Regions from separate parts of the Mus musculus genome. Here all the other regions are linked to region 5. Evidence: chromatin contacts called from public ChIA-PET and HiChIP or PLAC-seq data. All regions are on one chromosome and are shown on one strand. The core of a region is the stretch at or near the end of the contact, and the rest is flanking DNA. Distances in the headings are between cores, read along the strand shown.

What was found. ChIA-PET counts read pairs in DNA pulled down with a chosen protein or histone mark. HiChIP or PLAC-seq counts read pairs in DNA pulled down with a chosen protein or histone mark.
Region 1: a contact with region 5 is called in an RNA polymerase II ChIA-PET map of memory CD8 T cells, with 105 read pairs. The contact joins the promoter of Gpx1 here to the promoter of Uba7 in region 5. A contact is called at or near these places in 1 of 39 promoter capture datasets (erythroid cells) and 5 of 115 datasets of contacts at active chromatin or transcription factors (bone marrow-derived dendritic cells, bone marrow-derived macrophages, cardiomyocytes and 2 more).
Region 2: an RNA polymerase II ChIA-PET map of memory CD8 T cells shows a contact between it and region 5, with 105 read pairs. The contact joins the promoter of Rassf1 here to the promoter of Uba7 in region 5. A contact is called at or near these places in 1 of 39 promoter capture datasets (erythroid cells), 2 of 115 datasets of contacts at active chromatin or transcription factors (memory CD8 T cells and pancreatic cancer cells) and 2 of 9 other capture datasets (liver and pancreatic islet).
Region 3: an RNA polymerase II ChIA-PET map of memory CD8 T cells shows a contact between it and region 5, with 44 read pairs. The contact joins the promoter of Ifrd2 here to the promoter of Uba7 in region 5. A contact is called at or near these places in 1 of 39 promoter capture datasets (erythroid cells), 3 of 115 datasets of contacts at active chromatin or transcription factors (bone marrow-derived macrophages, memory CD8 T cells and pancreatic cancer cells) and 2 of 9 other capture datasets (liver and pancreatic islet).
Region 4: a contact with region 5 is called in an HNF4G HiChIP or PLAC-seq map of pancreatic cancer cells. The contact joins the promoter of Sema3f here to the promoter of Uba7 in region 5. A contact is called at or near these places in 1 of 39 promoter capture datasets (embryonic stem cells) and 2 of 115 datasets of contacts at active chromatin or transcription factors (memory CD8 T cells and pancreatic cancer cells).

Annotation. Positions count from the first base shown.
Region 1 is chr9:108,337,646-108,340,345 of GRCm38.p6, reverse strand. It overlaps Gpx1 (glutathione peroxidase 1), which reads right to left and starts at 1,266. Exons shown (of 2, transcript NM_008160.6): 1 at 788-1,266; 2 at 4-569. The coding sequence starts at 1,033. The coding sequence ends at 210. It overlaps Rhoa (ras homolog family member A), which reads right to left. Exons shown (of 6, transcript NM_016802.5): 6 at 2,403-2,700.
Region 2 is chr9:107,550,231-107,552,930 of GRCm38.p6, reverse strand. It overlaps Rassf1 (Ras association (RalGDS/AF-6) domain family member 1), which reads right to left and starts at 1,376. Exons shown (of 6, transcript NM_001243748.1): 1 at 1,085-1,376. The coding sequence starts at 1,334. Zmynd10 (zinc finger, MYND domain containing 10) reads right to left here. Exons shown (of 12, transcript NM_053253.4): 9 at 2,522-2,647; 10 at 2,312-2,433; 11 at 2,066-2,191; 12 at 1,610-1,970. The coding sequence ends at 1,895. Gm34106 (predicted gene, 34106) reads left to right here and starts at 2,094. Exons shown (of 2, transcript NR_168657.1): 1 at 2,094-2,234.
Region 3 is chr9:107,586,426-107,589,125 of GRCm38.p6, reverse strand. Ifrd2 (interferon-related developmental regulator 2) reads right to left here and starts at 1,408. Exons shown (of 12, transcript NM_025903.2): 1 at 1,180-1,408. The coding sequence starts at 1,237. Hyal3 (hyaluronoglucosaminidase 3) reads right to left here. Exons shown (of 4, transcript NM_178020.3): 3 at 2,655-2,700; 4 at 1,767-2,551. The coding sequence ends at 2,300.
Region 4 is chr9:107,708,636-107,711,335 of GRCm38.p6, reverse strand. Sema3f (sema domain, immunoglobulin domain (Ig), short basic domain, secreted, (semaphorin) 3F) reads left to right here and starts at 1,374. Exons shown (of 18, transcript NM_001379496.1): 1 at 1,374-1,918.
Region 5 is chr9:107,974,161-107,976,860 of GRCm38.p6, reverse strand. Uba7 (ubiquitin-like modifier activating enzyme 7) reads right to left here and starts at 1,294. Exons shown (of 24, transcript NM_023738.4): 1 at 1,148-1,294; 2 at 896-1,064; 3 at 672-806; 4 at 449-555; 5 at 61-151. The coding sequence starts at 1,176.

The sequences.
Region 1 (2,700 bases), core at 17-2,516, 360 kb before region 5:
CAATTCTGATATTCAGCACTTTATTCTTAGTAGTGAAACCACCTTTCATTAGGTGGAAAGGCATCGGGAATGGATGGGACCAGCGCCCATCTGAGGGGATTTTCCTGGAAATCAGGTGTTTCTCCGTGCAAATTTAGAGGAAACACCATCATGGAAGAACCGCCCCCCAGAGTGCAGCCAGTAATCACCAAGCCAATGCCAGGGCCGCCTTAGGAGTTGCCAGACTGCTGGGACAGCAGGGTTTCTATGTCAGGTTCGATGTCGATGGTACGAAAGCGGCGGCTGTACCTGCGCACGGGAACACCGTCGGGGCCCACCAGGAACTTCTCAAAGTTCCAGGCAATGTCGTTGCGGCACACCGGAGACCAAATGATGTACTTGGGGTCGGTCATGAGCGCAGTGGGGTCGTCACTGGGTGTTGGCAAGGCATTCCGCAGGAAGGTAAAGAGCGGGTGAGCCTTCTCACCATTCACTTCGCACTTCTCAAACAATGTAAAATTGGGCTCGAACCCGCCACCAGGTCGGACGTACTTGAGGGAATTCAGAATCTCTTCATTCTTGCCATTCTCCTAGGGAAGACAAAGGCATTTATTTATGTGCTAGGATTTCGGAAAGAATGTGCTTTTTAACTGCAAAACAGAGGTTTCCCGATGAGTCACCAGGAAGTTGCCCTCCTTGTATAACCGAGGATAGGCCTGCATTCCAGCTGTAGTACCAGAGGAGAAAGTAAGCGGTGTCCCGCCCGTGGGAGCCTAGAGCCCAAGGCCACCCATCTCGCCCCATATACCTGGTGTCCGAACTGATTGCACGGGAAACCGAGCACCACCAGTCCACGAGGTCCCAGACGCTTCTGCAGATCGTTCATCTCGGTGTAGTCCCGGATCGTGGTGCCTCAGAGAGACGCGACATTCTCAATGAGCAGCACCTTGCCCCGCAGGGAGCCCAGGCTCACAGGCTCCCCGCCCGTCAGCGGGCGCGCGGAGAAGGCATACACGGTGGACTGTGCCGCCGCGGAGAGCCGAGCAGCACACATACTGGAGATGTTGGGACTCAAACGTGGAATCCGTACTAGCGCTCACAGGGCCCTGCACCTCCTTTTAACTGGATGGTGCTGAGATCACGTGGCATCGCTTTCTTTCCGGCTGGCAGCCAGCTCTAAGTCTCAGGGTCCCGCCTTATCCGGCCTCTACCCTCCCCCCATCGAGGAACAGGGAAGAGGGTGCGGCCGGGCTAAAGCGCCTGGAGGTGCCTAGGGCGGGTCTGGTCTAGCTCCTGTAGCACTAGTCTGGAAGGAAGCTGCTTGCTTAGGCGGGGATCTTCCAGCTCTGTCTTACTCAACCGTTTCTTAATTAGTCTAGAGTCCCGCCTAGGAAGATGGCCTCTGGCAATAACAACGGCTAAAGCAGCTCACGCACAGCTCCCTTATATTGTGTAACTTTACCCACACGTTTCTAGTCATAAGGTTATAGGGTTTTAAAAACATAAGTTTAATTACACTTATTGTTTAATTAAATCGAAGGAGCATGCATGTTGAGGTCAGAGTTGGTTCTCTCCTTCCACTCGGTGATAATTTGGGAATTGAACTCAAGAGGAGCTGCGTCGCATCAGGTGGCCAGTGTTTTGTTTCTGAGACAAGGTCTCTACAGAGCCCTGGCTCGCCTGGAACTCCAAGTGCATGTTTTCGTTTTGTTTTGTCTTGGGGGGTGTCTCCATCTCATCAGTGTTTCTGTATGCAGTCTTGGCTGTACTAAGGCTTGTTCAGTAGCCCAGGCAGGCCTAGAACTCAAGAGATTTACCTGTCTCTTTGCTTTCATCCCGAGTGCTGGTACTAAAGGCTTGTACCACCCATGCCTGACTTTTTTTTAGTAGCACTAACAGCGCTATCAAAGGCAATTTCTTTTGGTTGTTTTTGTAAGGGTGGACAGCAGTGCAGGACTCCCTGCTCCAGACTCTAACCTAGCTCCTCTCAGAACACGTGCTTCTAGTGGTCCTAGATTCCTGCCCCCAGTGCAGTTTGGTCTTAGTCCAGAAAACCCAGCCCCTCATGTCCCCTCTATGACATTCCACTCCACTTTTTTTTTTTTTTTTTTTTTTTGTCTTTTTTAGACAGGGTTTCTCTGTATATCCCTGGCTGTCCTGGAACTCACATTGTAGACCAGGCTGGCCTCGAACTCAGAAATCCACCTGCCTCTGCCTCCCGAGTGCTGGGATGAAAGGCCTGCGCCACCACACCCGGCTTCCACTCCACTTTTTAGATTTGAACGTGTCACAGGGAAACCACTTCCATGTTCTTGGGAGGAGACAAAAGGTTAGTCTAGAAGAGGGAGGGAGTAGGAGGAGCTGGTGCCATTCAAGAAGCCTCTCCAGGGGAGTCTTTCCGGCGAAAGCAACACACAAGAGAATACAGGAAATTTAGAAAACTGCCTTTATTCTATTAGTTGGAAAAATTAACTGGTACAGAAAAATGTTTAGTCAGCTGGAGAGAAGAGACCCCCCCACCCCCACCCACTGCCACCCATAAGAACTGGTGGCTCCTCTGGGAGGCAACTTGGATACAGTGTGGAGAAAGGAGCACTGTGACTTAGAGCCAGACCCTGCAGTCCAGGTGAGAAAGGCTATGCCACCTCCAAAGTATAACTGCCTCAGGCGGGAAACCAAATTCCTACTTAGTCCAGTCTGGAAAGGGGTACTAGAATGATA
Region 2 (2,700 bases), core at 127-2,626, 420 kb after region 5:
CAAGTTATCACTGTAAGCCCAATCTGAAGCAAACCCTCCATTTGCCTTTGGTTTCTTCCTTATCTCCCAAACTGTCTTGCTTCCTAGACAAGAACCCCAGAGCAGCTTTCTTTCTCCTTGTGAATGCTGAGATGCCGCAGCTCTTGCTCTCATGTGGCATTCTGTCACAAACTGCTACACTAGCTGAGTTTGTGACATACTTGTATAGTGAATGAGATGATCTGGAGGCACACACAGGCCTACAGTGCCATTTTTAAGTTCCTATATGGCCCAAAGCACCGATTCTCAACTCAAAACTATACATCAGAACTTGGGAGGCAGGGGCAGGTGGGTTGCTTGTCACAGCCTGGTCTGCATAGAGAGTTCTAGGCAAGCCAGGGCTGCAGAGTGAAACCCTGTCTTAAAACACAACAAAACAACCAAAAAACCAAACCAAAACAGAAAAACCAGGATGCCTAAGGTCCACTTTCAACAACGGAGTCAACAAGTCTGAGAGGAGAAGTAGGCGCGAGGAGACTGGAAGGTATATATTGTCCTGCGTGGTTCTGTTTGCTGGTAATTCCTAGGTCAGAAGGACCACTCATTGTGTGTGTGGCTGGACTCCATGTTTTAGCCTCTGCATCCTTGACTCAAAACAACCTTGACTGAAGTTTCAATAGAATTCCTACTAACAAGGAGCCTAACTAAGGTTCTAACTTTTTCTGGCCCCCTATTAATGTGGGAGACGTCACCCAGGAATCTAGAGGGGGAACACAGTGAGCCAATCGTTGGGAAGAGGCGGGCCTCGGAATGTAGGCTCAGAGCTCAGCAGGCACAAAGGCTTTTCAAGAAAGGGCACAAGCACTTTAAAGACAAACTTGAAGCACCTTCTTATTCACAGACAACTAACTCTGCCCAACTGTGCACGGACAGAGCGTGACAAGTGATAAACCATTTTCTCAAGCACTCTCCCTGATGGAGCAAGGCCAGGAGATCTGGTCTGCAGGATCATCACAACTGACCAGCCCTCCACTGCCGCTTGACCCGCAACTATGGTGCTGCCTCCCTTTCCGTAGTCGCTGGCTGTGTGGGGCCGCTTACTCACGCGCGCACTGTAGGCCCTTGCGCACGACGCCCCAGATGAAGTCTCCACAGAGGTCGCACCACGTGTGCGTGGTGGGCCCTGCAGGCTGGAAACGGTGGCCACGACCCGGGACGTGCTGCTGTGACGGATTGCGTGTTGTACCCGGGGCGATGCGCAGAGCGTTGGCACGCTCCAGCCGGGTACGGCCTGGACCGATGCGCCCGGACGGTGCCAGCTCGCGTAGTTCAATGAGTTCTGGCTCCGCCGACATGGCCCGGTCAGGCCGGTGCTGTAGCGGACTAGCAGCTAGTGAGTACCGAGCGGGCGAGGCCGCAGGGCGGGCCGCGACTTCGGCACCGCCCCCAGGATCCAGGCAGGGCGGCGGGAAAGAGCCGAGGAGGACGCGCTGGAACCCTAGGCGAGCCGACCGTGTGGACTTGTGGGCGGGGCACGGCACAGGGGTGGGCCCTTTCAAAGAGCCCCTTCCCAATCTTTCCGTCCAGTCTTCTCCCCCGACCCCAAGGATGACTGTACAGCGCCACACTGTTGCGTTTCATGAGTCTGCTTTATTGTGCGAAAGGAAGAGGGTCTCCACATCCGGCCCTTGCTTACACCCCCCAACCCTGTCTGCCAGTTTGCTGATGCTGTGGCCTGGTCCTCTGCGTATTCGCTGGGTGGGGCAGGAAGTGAAGAGTGTGGTGGTTTGCAGCTCTACTTGACTCAGCTGTGCTCACCAGGGAAATTGAGGTCTGACAGGGGCGAGCCACGAGTCCCTGAAGCTCAGTCACAGTCTGGGTGCGCTCTTCTGTCGGCCCTCGGCAGCTACGGCCTTCACTTGGCTCTGTCACCTTGGGCTGCTAGAACACATGTCTTTCCGTGCTTCTCCCAGTGCTTGACTTGACACTCCCTGCAGCGGGGTGGGTTGCATGACAATGACAGGGCTTGTAGGAGAACCCAGGGTTGGAGCTTAGGGGGGCAACTAAGGTCCCAGGATCGCCTCACCTGCAGCAATACCACACATTCTGGCATCTGGAGCAGCGCTTGGAGGCCTCTGCGTTGCAGTAGCCGCAGCGGGGCCTCTCCGGAGCTACTGCCTCTAGGACATCCAGCCTGTAGGTTTCAGCCCACCTGGGGGAGGAGTCGAGAAGAGCTGAATGGACGGACCGGGCAGGTAGGTGCACAGAAGCACTAGGTGACCTTCCCTCCTTGGTCCTATGCACGTGACTTCAGCCACTCAGTGGACTTTACCTCTGTGCTTGTTGACGAAGATCCTTCTCCGAGAGGCTGAATACGTGCTGAAGCTGGTGCTTGGCGATAGCCTGCCATTTCCCTTTGTTCTCTCTCTCCAGGCGATCCCAGATTTCTGGGATCTAAAAAAGTGTAATGGAGACAGGGAGGAAGGAGCCGGAAAAGTGGACCACCGTCCCAAGCACTCCCAAGCATGTTCTAGGGCCTTACCTGTTCTAACACTAGGTCCTTCTTAGGGGGCTGGGTTTCAGCCAGGGACAGGTGGGCCAGGAAACCCTTCAGATCGGCAAGATTGGGCAACTGGTCGAGTAGTGTGTCAGTGAGGAAGGCCTGAAGCTGCAAGAGATCCAGGGAAGGCCATTGAGAAACTAACTGTTCCTAGCCAGAGG
Region 3 (2,700 bases), core at 159-2,658, 390 kb after region 5:
CCCTGTGGGTGTGCTGGGCACTCTGTGTTTCAAATATATTGTTTTCTGAGCTTCCTTTGGTCCACTCAGGGCCACCAACTTTAGGTATAGACACGATGGTGCCTCTGAGCCTTGGAAGACCAGAAGAAGCTCTTGACCGGGTGTCTGAAAAAGTAAACATAGGGACTCTCAAAGTGTCAGTAGGGCAGGAACAGAGAGACGGCCTGTGAGCTCTCTCCAGGGCTGAAGACTGGCCTTAAATAGGGCAGCTACTATGGTAGGCACCCTGGACAGGTTCTGACCCAGTAGGAGTCCTTACACCTTAGGGACCACTAACATTACTTGCTTGTAAAAAAACGTTCAGCCCACACGTTGATTTCTGTTCACCTCTTCTCTTACTATCCTACTTGTCAAAACTGCCCGGACGGTCTCATCTGCCGCACTGTATTGTGGTCCCTTTGGCTGCTGGGCCCTTGCGCCAGATTCTTTACCGTCTCAGAAGCTCCCCTCACAGGGCCTGCCATAATTCTAAGACCACTCTCGGTAAGTATATGCTTTCAGTACTAGTTCTTGTGGAACTGTCACCACCCTATTAAATGCCCCGAGACCCAAGCCACATTAAAGTGGCTGTCAGGTCAAAAATATGCTGGGCAGGCACTCTTTTTCAGCAGTTGTTTGTTTAATGCAACAGGTCATGCTTCTGGTTGAGTCTGATAAGAAGTCTCCAGGCTGCTTCGGTCTCTCTGGATGTCCTCCCGGTCTCTAGTCCAATTGACAGGGCCCCAATTCTCTACCTTTCCAATCACACTTCCCCGTTTTACAGAACAGACAAGGTCTCTCTGCTAATTTCCTTGTGCAGCCTACCAAATGCACTACTAGTATTTGGCAAAAGGGTTGGCTTCACGCTCTTTCTGGTGTGGTTTTCTACCCCAGTAGCGATGGGAAAACCTAGGTCCTTAATGCTGGTCAAGTCATCGTTGCGGCGCGGGATTTCGAAAAACAGCTGGCAATGTGCTCAAGTGAGGCGCACACGTGGCCAATGCCAGCTGGGGCACGTGCGAGCCTTAGCAGAGTTCTGGGAGGTCACGCTGGGCTGATCTGGGAAGATTCATCAACTCAGGTCCCTCAATGACATCGAAGGGGAATCACGGAACACCCCCGCTCACTACTGAACAAGTCTACTGGAGCCCCCGGACTCACCTCCTCCACGGCGCTGACCGCCCTTGCGGAGCGCATTGCCCTTCCGAGCACGAGGCATTCCTGGAACCGAGAATTGGGAACACGGGAATGGGGCGCGGGGTCAGGGACCCGGAGGGCGGGGACTCCAAACCAGCGAAACGCTGGCCCGTGTGCTGAGCTGAGACTGGCGAGGACGACAGGAGCCACACGCCGCGCGCGCCACCATCTTCGTGAGGCGCCCCGCCCTGTCAAATGGGTCGCTGGGAAGGTGAGTTCCCGGCCACCAAGTTCAGATCCACATACACGCGGCCGAAACTACTATCCCCAGGCATCAGCGTACACAGATTAGCACCGCCCAAGTTGTGCGCAGTGCACGACGGGAGTAGTAGTCCATTCCGGAGACACATAAGCCGACGCCGCTCTAGCTAAACTATGTACCCACAATGCCCTGCGTACCCACTTCGCCCCTCCTTCCCCTACCCCCGCCCGCGCGGTTCATAGTTAACTCAGTAGTTTCCTTTCTCACTAGAAGCGTCTGCAGGGCCTGATAACGAAGCACCTGCTTGGAGGCGCCAGGTTTGGCCCTAGATAGAATGGTGAGGACAAACTTCAAGTAATGAAAGAGTGACTTTATGGATAAAAATACAGATAATAGCTTAGCGTTTAACAGACCTTAGCTTAATTTTTTTTGGGGGGGATGTGTGTTGGGAGGCATGTAGGGGTTGTCTGAACCTAGATTTTACTTCTCTATAGATACGCTGGGGTATAGGAACAAAGTCCTAGGCTAGTCACCTTAAATGCCTGGAACTGACCCGGAAGCTTCTTTTTTTTTTTTTTTTTTTTTTCTGAGACAGGGTTTCTCTGTATAGCCCTGGCTGTCCTGGAACTCACTTTGTAGATCAGGCTGGCCTCGAACTCAGAAATCGGCCTGCCTCTGCCTCCCGAGTGCTGGGATTAAAGGCGTGCGCCACCATGCCCGGCTCCTCAGGAATTTCTATGGAAGTTGTATTGGTGGAAGTGGGATATGTACTTGGGAAAGTCCCATAAGCTAAACAAAGCATAAAGGGGAATTCCTCTAGGACTGGGAAAATGACAGCAGGGTCAAGTAGCAAAGGCAGGGACTCCTGACTCTATGTTGGGCTCAGGGTTTAGGCTCCAGGCAGGTAGGGCCAGCCCAACCCGAATAACAATGGCATCTGAAGGAATTCCAAGCTCCAAGACTGTCATCTGGCTGCAGATGTAGAAAGGCTTCCATTTGTCCTGGGTCTTTCCGGGCACATCGACCATGGCCATGACATCGCTGGTGACTGCAAGCCATGGCAGCCTTGGTCACATTGATCACATAGGGGCCTAAAGTGCCCACTAAGTAGTCATGGAGACGCCAGCACTTTTCCTACACAGAGAAAAGATAGGTCAAAGCTCCTTTTCTATGACTTGGCATGGCTTCTCCCCTATCTTGGGGCTCCAGCATGTGCACGATGAGGGGCAACGCTCACCTCAGAGCTAGAGAAGCTCAGGTCCCCCCAGAGTACCACTCCAGCT
Region 4 (2,700 bases), core at 125-2,624, 270 kb after region 5:
CCCAAGTGCTGGGATTAAAGGTGTGCGCCACCACCGCCCGGCTTTGTTAATGTTTTGAGTGAAGTATGACATTAGGGAGAAGATCAGATCGGTGCTGTCCCTCACTACAGCAGGTAGACATTTCCTCACCTTAAACAGCCAGGCCCTCTTGGAAGCATAGGAAGTACCCCACTTGTGAGTCAGGTGACCCTCAGTAGTATCCCAGCAGCCCTCTGATACCCACCTAATGCACACAGTCAGCCAGCCAGTGGGTCAGAGGAAGAGTGGCTCTTCTGGGAGTTGTAGCCAGGAAAAGGAGAGGATGGAGGAAGAAGAAAAGAGAAATGGAAAAGGAAGACAGGAGGAAAGAGGGGTAGGAAGGGGAGGAAGAAGACAAATGGAGGACTGAGTGGGGAGAGAGCAGAAGGCAGAGAGAAAGAAAGGAGGAAGACAGAAGAGAAGGGAGAGAAGAGGAGGGAATAGGAGATGGAGGACAGGGAGGAAGCAGAGGACAAAGAGGGCCAAAGCCTCCTGGGACCACAGCAAGAGTGTATGGGGAAGGGCTGAGAAGTGGTTCTGGCTGATGAGGCCATGACCTTGGGGGATGGGCTGCTCAGAGGGACCCTTCCTGGGGTCAGGGGAGGCTCTTGCTCAATTGTTGAGATTTGAAAGCAAGTGCCCTTTTCATAGCAGAGGGGTGGGGGGTATGCCTTGAGTCGTCCTCCTGTCATCTGGGTTCTCTGGAATATGGCACTGTAAAGGGAAAGTCTGTGAGGACCGCTGGCTTGAAATGAGACTTACTGGTGTTTGAGGTGATCACTTGGAGCATTTGGCTAGCTGGACAGAGCTAGTGGCTGGGCTGCACCCACTTGACCTACTCTGGAGGTAGCCATCTGTCGGAAGGTCCAGAAGTGCCAACCGTCCCAAGGGCTGCACCGCCACCTGCTGAGAGGCCTGGGCCATCCCAGGTCCTTCGCCGCTGGGCCGTGGCTGGCAGCAAGTAGGAAGGAGGAACGCGGAAGGGGGCGCGCAGGTGAGTGCTAGCTGGTTGCTCCCCTGCGCTCCAGCCCTTCTCACCAGGGAGTTGAATGCCCGGGTAAACACCAGGCGCGATGTGCGCCGTGTATCCACGGAGAGACAAAGCCAGGGCGGGGCGGGGGCGCCGCCCGCGATGCCAGGGCGGGGGTGCAGGGTGCAGAGCAGTCTCCCCTGGCGCGGGTTGCCCACCGCCTGGGAACCCTGAGCCCTGCCCGCGGACAGGTGGAGCGGGGGCGGGGCGGTGGCCGGGAGGGTCCCGCCCCGGAGGTGGGGCCGGGCGGGCCCGGCGGGGCGGGGCCGTGCTATGCAAATGTCGCCCACGGGCGGCCAATTGCCTGCGCTCCGCGCGCGGCTCCGAGCGTCCCGTCCCGCCAGCGGCCTCGAGACCTGAGCAGCTAGGGAACAAACCGCAGCGGTCCAGGGAGCCCCGAGCGCAGCGTAGAGCCAGGGTACGCTTCGAGGACCCGCGCAGCCCCGCTCGGTCTCCGGGCCCTAGTCAGACAGCCAGGCAAGCGCAGCGCCACCCGGCCGAGCCCAGCGCAGCGCTCTGTAGCCTAGCGCGCGCCACCGCCCGCGCCCCGCACCGGGGAATGCGCCCTCGGCGCGCAGGCCAGGGGGCGCCCGCAGCCCGCCCCGGGGGAGGCGGCCCCGAGCGCCCCTGAGCCTTTCCATGGCCCGGGCTAGGGCCCGGGGCCTCGGCTGCTGACGTGCACGAAGCCAGGGGACCCAGTGAAGCCGAGTCCGCGGTGCGGATCCCGGCTCAGGCTAAGAGACAAGAGGGCGCGGACAGGGCCGTGGCCCGGGGGGGGGGCAGCTAAAGCGGACCGGCCGGACGCGAACCTCTCCGCTGCTGCGGCGGCCACCGCTGCCCGGGCGCCCAGGCCCCGCCGCCGTGGACGAGGTGAGTACGGAGAGAACACGACCTCCCGACCCCACTAGGATCCGCGGCACTGCAACTCCTTAGAAGTGCGCGAGGTCTGGCGAACCGTGGCACACTGTCTGCGGGTACCAGGCGACAGAACTAGGATGTGCTTCATACCTGTCCCGGCGTCCTGAACCTCCCCGGTTCCCGGGCGCTGTAAAGATGTGTGTGTGACTAGGTGATGTGGCCTGCGGGATCACTGGTGTGTGAATTAACTTTTTCCACCCCCGCAAGGTTTTGGGTGGGTACCCTTACCCTCGTTGAGTGGGAGTTCGGATCCTTCTGTTTTAGTCCTCTGCTGACGCCTGCACTCTTTCCCAAACGGCGCGTTTGCACTGCCACAGTGTCTCTAATCTGAAGACCAGGTCAGCCCCAGGGGAAGGTCTAAATTGGAAGCCCCCACGTGGAGGGTCGCCCGGAACCGCAAGACAAGGGGATCTGTTTCCAAATGGGCTTTTCTTTCAGCCATTTGCCGATCTCCTGGCCCCCAGCTGCCTCTCGGTCCTTCTCCGGTTCAGGGGTCTCGGTGTAAGTGAGGTGTTGTTAAGTTGGAAGAGCCTGGGGTCAAGCCCCAGTTTGAACCACGGACCCTAGTGGTGAAGTGGGCAAGGGACCATGGGGGGTGGCGGGTTGTCTAGAGCAGGTGAGGTAAGGAAAGTGTCAAGATGAAGAGTCCTTTGGAACTAAGGCTGGGGTCCCAGCCGGACCTATAACTCCTCATTCTTGAAATAGGTGCATTTTGCCACCAGACCATTAACATC
Region 5 (2,700 bases), core at 45-2,544:
TCCACGGGCCCTGGCACCTTTCTCTGGACATCAGGGAAACCTCTACATCTGAGCACCCACCTGAGAGATGTCCTGGATGGCAGCTGTCATGGGTTCTACCTCAGTAGGGTCCAAAACTGTGAAGTCCTCACCAAAGTCACAGAATAACCGCCTAGTGTGGGTGGCGGAAGTTACTGAGGAAGCTCATTAGTTGTGAGTAGGGGGCACTAGGACAGGCCCAAAGGGGAAGGAATTATAGGAAAGCTGTGGAGACTTTGGTTTGGGCATGCAGGGTGCACTAAAGCAGGTCTGCATGCTGAGGTGGAGAAACAAGGGCAAGACTGTAGTCCAGAGCATCCTTGTAAGCTCTAGGCTGAGTCGGGGAGGATGGGGCAAGCTAAGGGCTGGGCAAGGCATTAGGACCAATTGCTGGCAGTGATGTGGTGGGGTACACAGGTAGTCTCCTCACCCCACAAGGCCCCGGGTTTCAGCCATCAGGAAGCGGACTCCATGCTTGTGACACAAAGGTCCCACCTTCAGCTGGTCTTCCAGCTTGGAGTCAGTCAGCACCACTACCTAGATGGACACCGTGATTGATCAGCAGGCCCGGAATCACTCGCCACCTTCTCTCTGCCGTTAAGGGCAGGAGGGAGGTACTAGGCTAGCATGCAAAGTGGCTCTGGGGAAAGCACCTGAAAACCCTGCAGTAGGTCCTCAGTGATGTCGCCACTGTGGACGGAGATCTGGACAGCTTCATTGAGCTGAGCCAATTGCGCCTGAGAGGCCTCAGCCCTGTTCCTTCCCAAGCTCTCTTCTGAAAGGAAACACTAAGGACAGCTCAGTGCAGCTTGATCAAGGAGACTCCCCTTTGGCCTCTGCTCTGGGAGGCAGCATAGAGACCCCCAAGAACTCTTACCTGAGCAGCCAAGTCAGCCCAGCAGGTGGGATGGGGATCATGCAGGGTGAGGCTGCCCACACCTGTAAGGACTAGGTTCTTGGCCACCTCAGCTCCCAGACCCTGCAGGCCACATAGCAAGACTTTGGCTTCCTGGATCCTCTGCATAGCAGGCAGGCCCAGTACATACCTGTGGTTAAGAAGAAGGAGGTGGCAGCTGGGGACCAAAGGTCTGGAAGCCACCCGACTTGGTTATCCCACCTTGAGACTTACAGCTGCCTGGAGTATAACTCTTCATCCATCCTCAGTCGTGGGGCTGGAGAGGAGGCTGTAGGGCTCACAGGAGGGGGCAAGGAAAACAAGGCAAACAGGCCCCAAAGCGCTGGTTGCTGCTGGTTACAGCTCTCTTTCTGCTTCCTCTATGATTTCAGGAAACCAAAAGTGAAACTAGACTGAGTTGGTTCCTGGTCCTCCCAGTGAATGAGGACAGATATCAGTGCTCTGCAGGCCAACTGGGGTTTATCGCTTGGATAAGTCCCAGTGTTACAAGAGGCCAGTGACTCTCTGAGTCAGACCTGAGAAATGAGAAGCTCAGGCAGCCACAAAATGAAGACATGTGTCACATATATATTTTAAACTTTTGTTTTGAAATAACTGTAGACTCACAATAAGTTGTGAAAATAACACAGGGTGTTGCTGTGTTCATGCGTATTTGTGGGTGTGTTTTCCATCACCATATATTAATTACACATAATAATGTGCTTCGTTATGGCACTTTTATACGTGTACATTTTGATCATATTCATCTGTTAGCTTCTCTATCCTCCTCCCACTCTTGCTGTTCCTCTTGGTGACTTGGTGAGTTTTGCAGACGTTTCATACAAGAGGATGGGCGAGAGGTTATTTATGGAAGCCAGGGGCACCTTATCAGTGGTTACAGAACTAAAGAAAATGTCTCACCCTCCTGGAGGGGCGAGGCCTCATGAGTCCCTGTTCCTCCCATGATAGGATGCTTCACAAGCCCAAATTTTGTACAGATCTTGTGCAGGTCACAACTACTGTGAGTTCAAGAGCACAACAGCCATTTGTGGCCAGAAGATCATGTTCTGCAAAGACTCCATCCTCCACTTCTAAAGCTATCGCGTCCTGTTTTTCATGGCGTTCCCTGAGCCTTGGCTAGAGCAGATCGAGATGTTCCTTTAGGGCTGAACATTCAGGTCACTTCTCTACACACTGACCGGTTATGAGTCCCTGCAGGCACCACTGCCCTCCACAAAAGGAAGCCTCTCTGATAAAAGCCCACAGTGGCCCCGCGCTAAGGTCACTAACATGACTGTCATTCTACCATGAGGGCCTATGACCTACCCAATCACTGTTTTTTTTTTTTTTTTTTTTTTTTTTTTTTGGATCAGGTTTATAATACCAGACATGAATTCTCTCCCTCCTGTGGAGTGGGCTCAGTTCCAATAAGAAAGTAGTTGCTGTCACCACAGCAGGCTCGAAGGCACTAGATCCATCTTGCTACTGTTTGTTTGTTTTTGTTGTTTTTGTTTTTTTAAAGACAAGGTTTCTCTGTGTAAACCAAGCTGTCCTCGAACTCAGACATTCCCCTGCCTTTGCCTCTGAGTGCTGGCATTAAAGACACGCACCATCACCAGCCAGTTGAGTTGTTTGTTTGCTTGCTTTGTCTTTATAAAAGTCTCATCATGTAGCTCTGGCTCTGGTCTGGAACTTGCTATGCAGACCAGGTTGAAATCATAAACAGGGCTTGTCTGTGTTTGAGTGCCAGAGTTAAAGGTGCGAGCCGCTACTCCCAGCCTTGATGC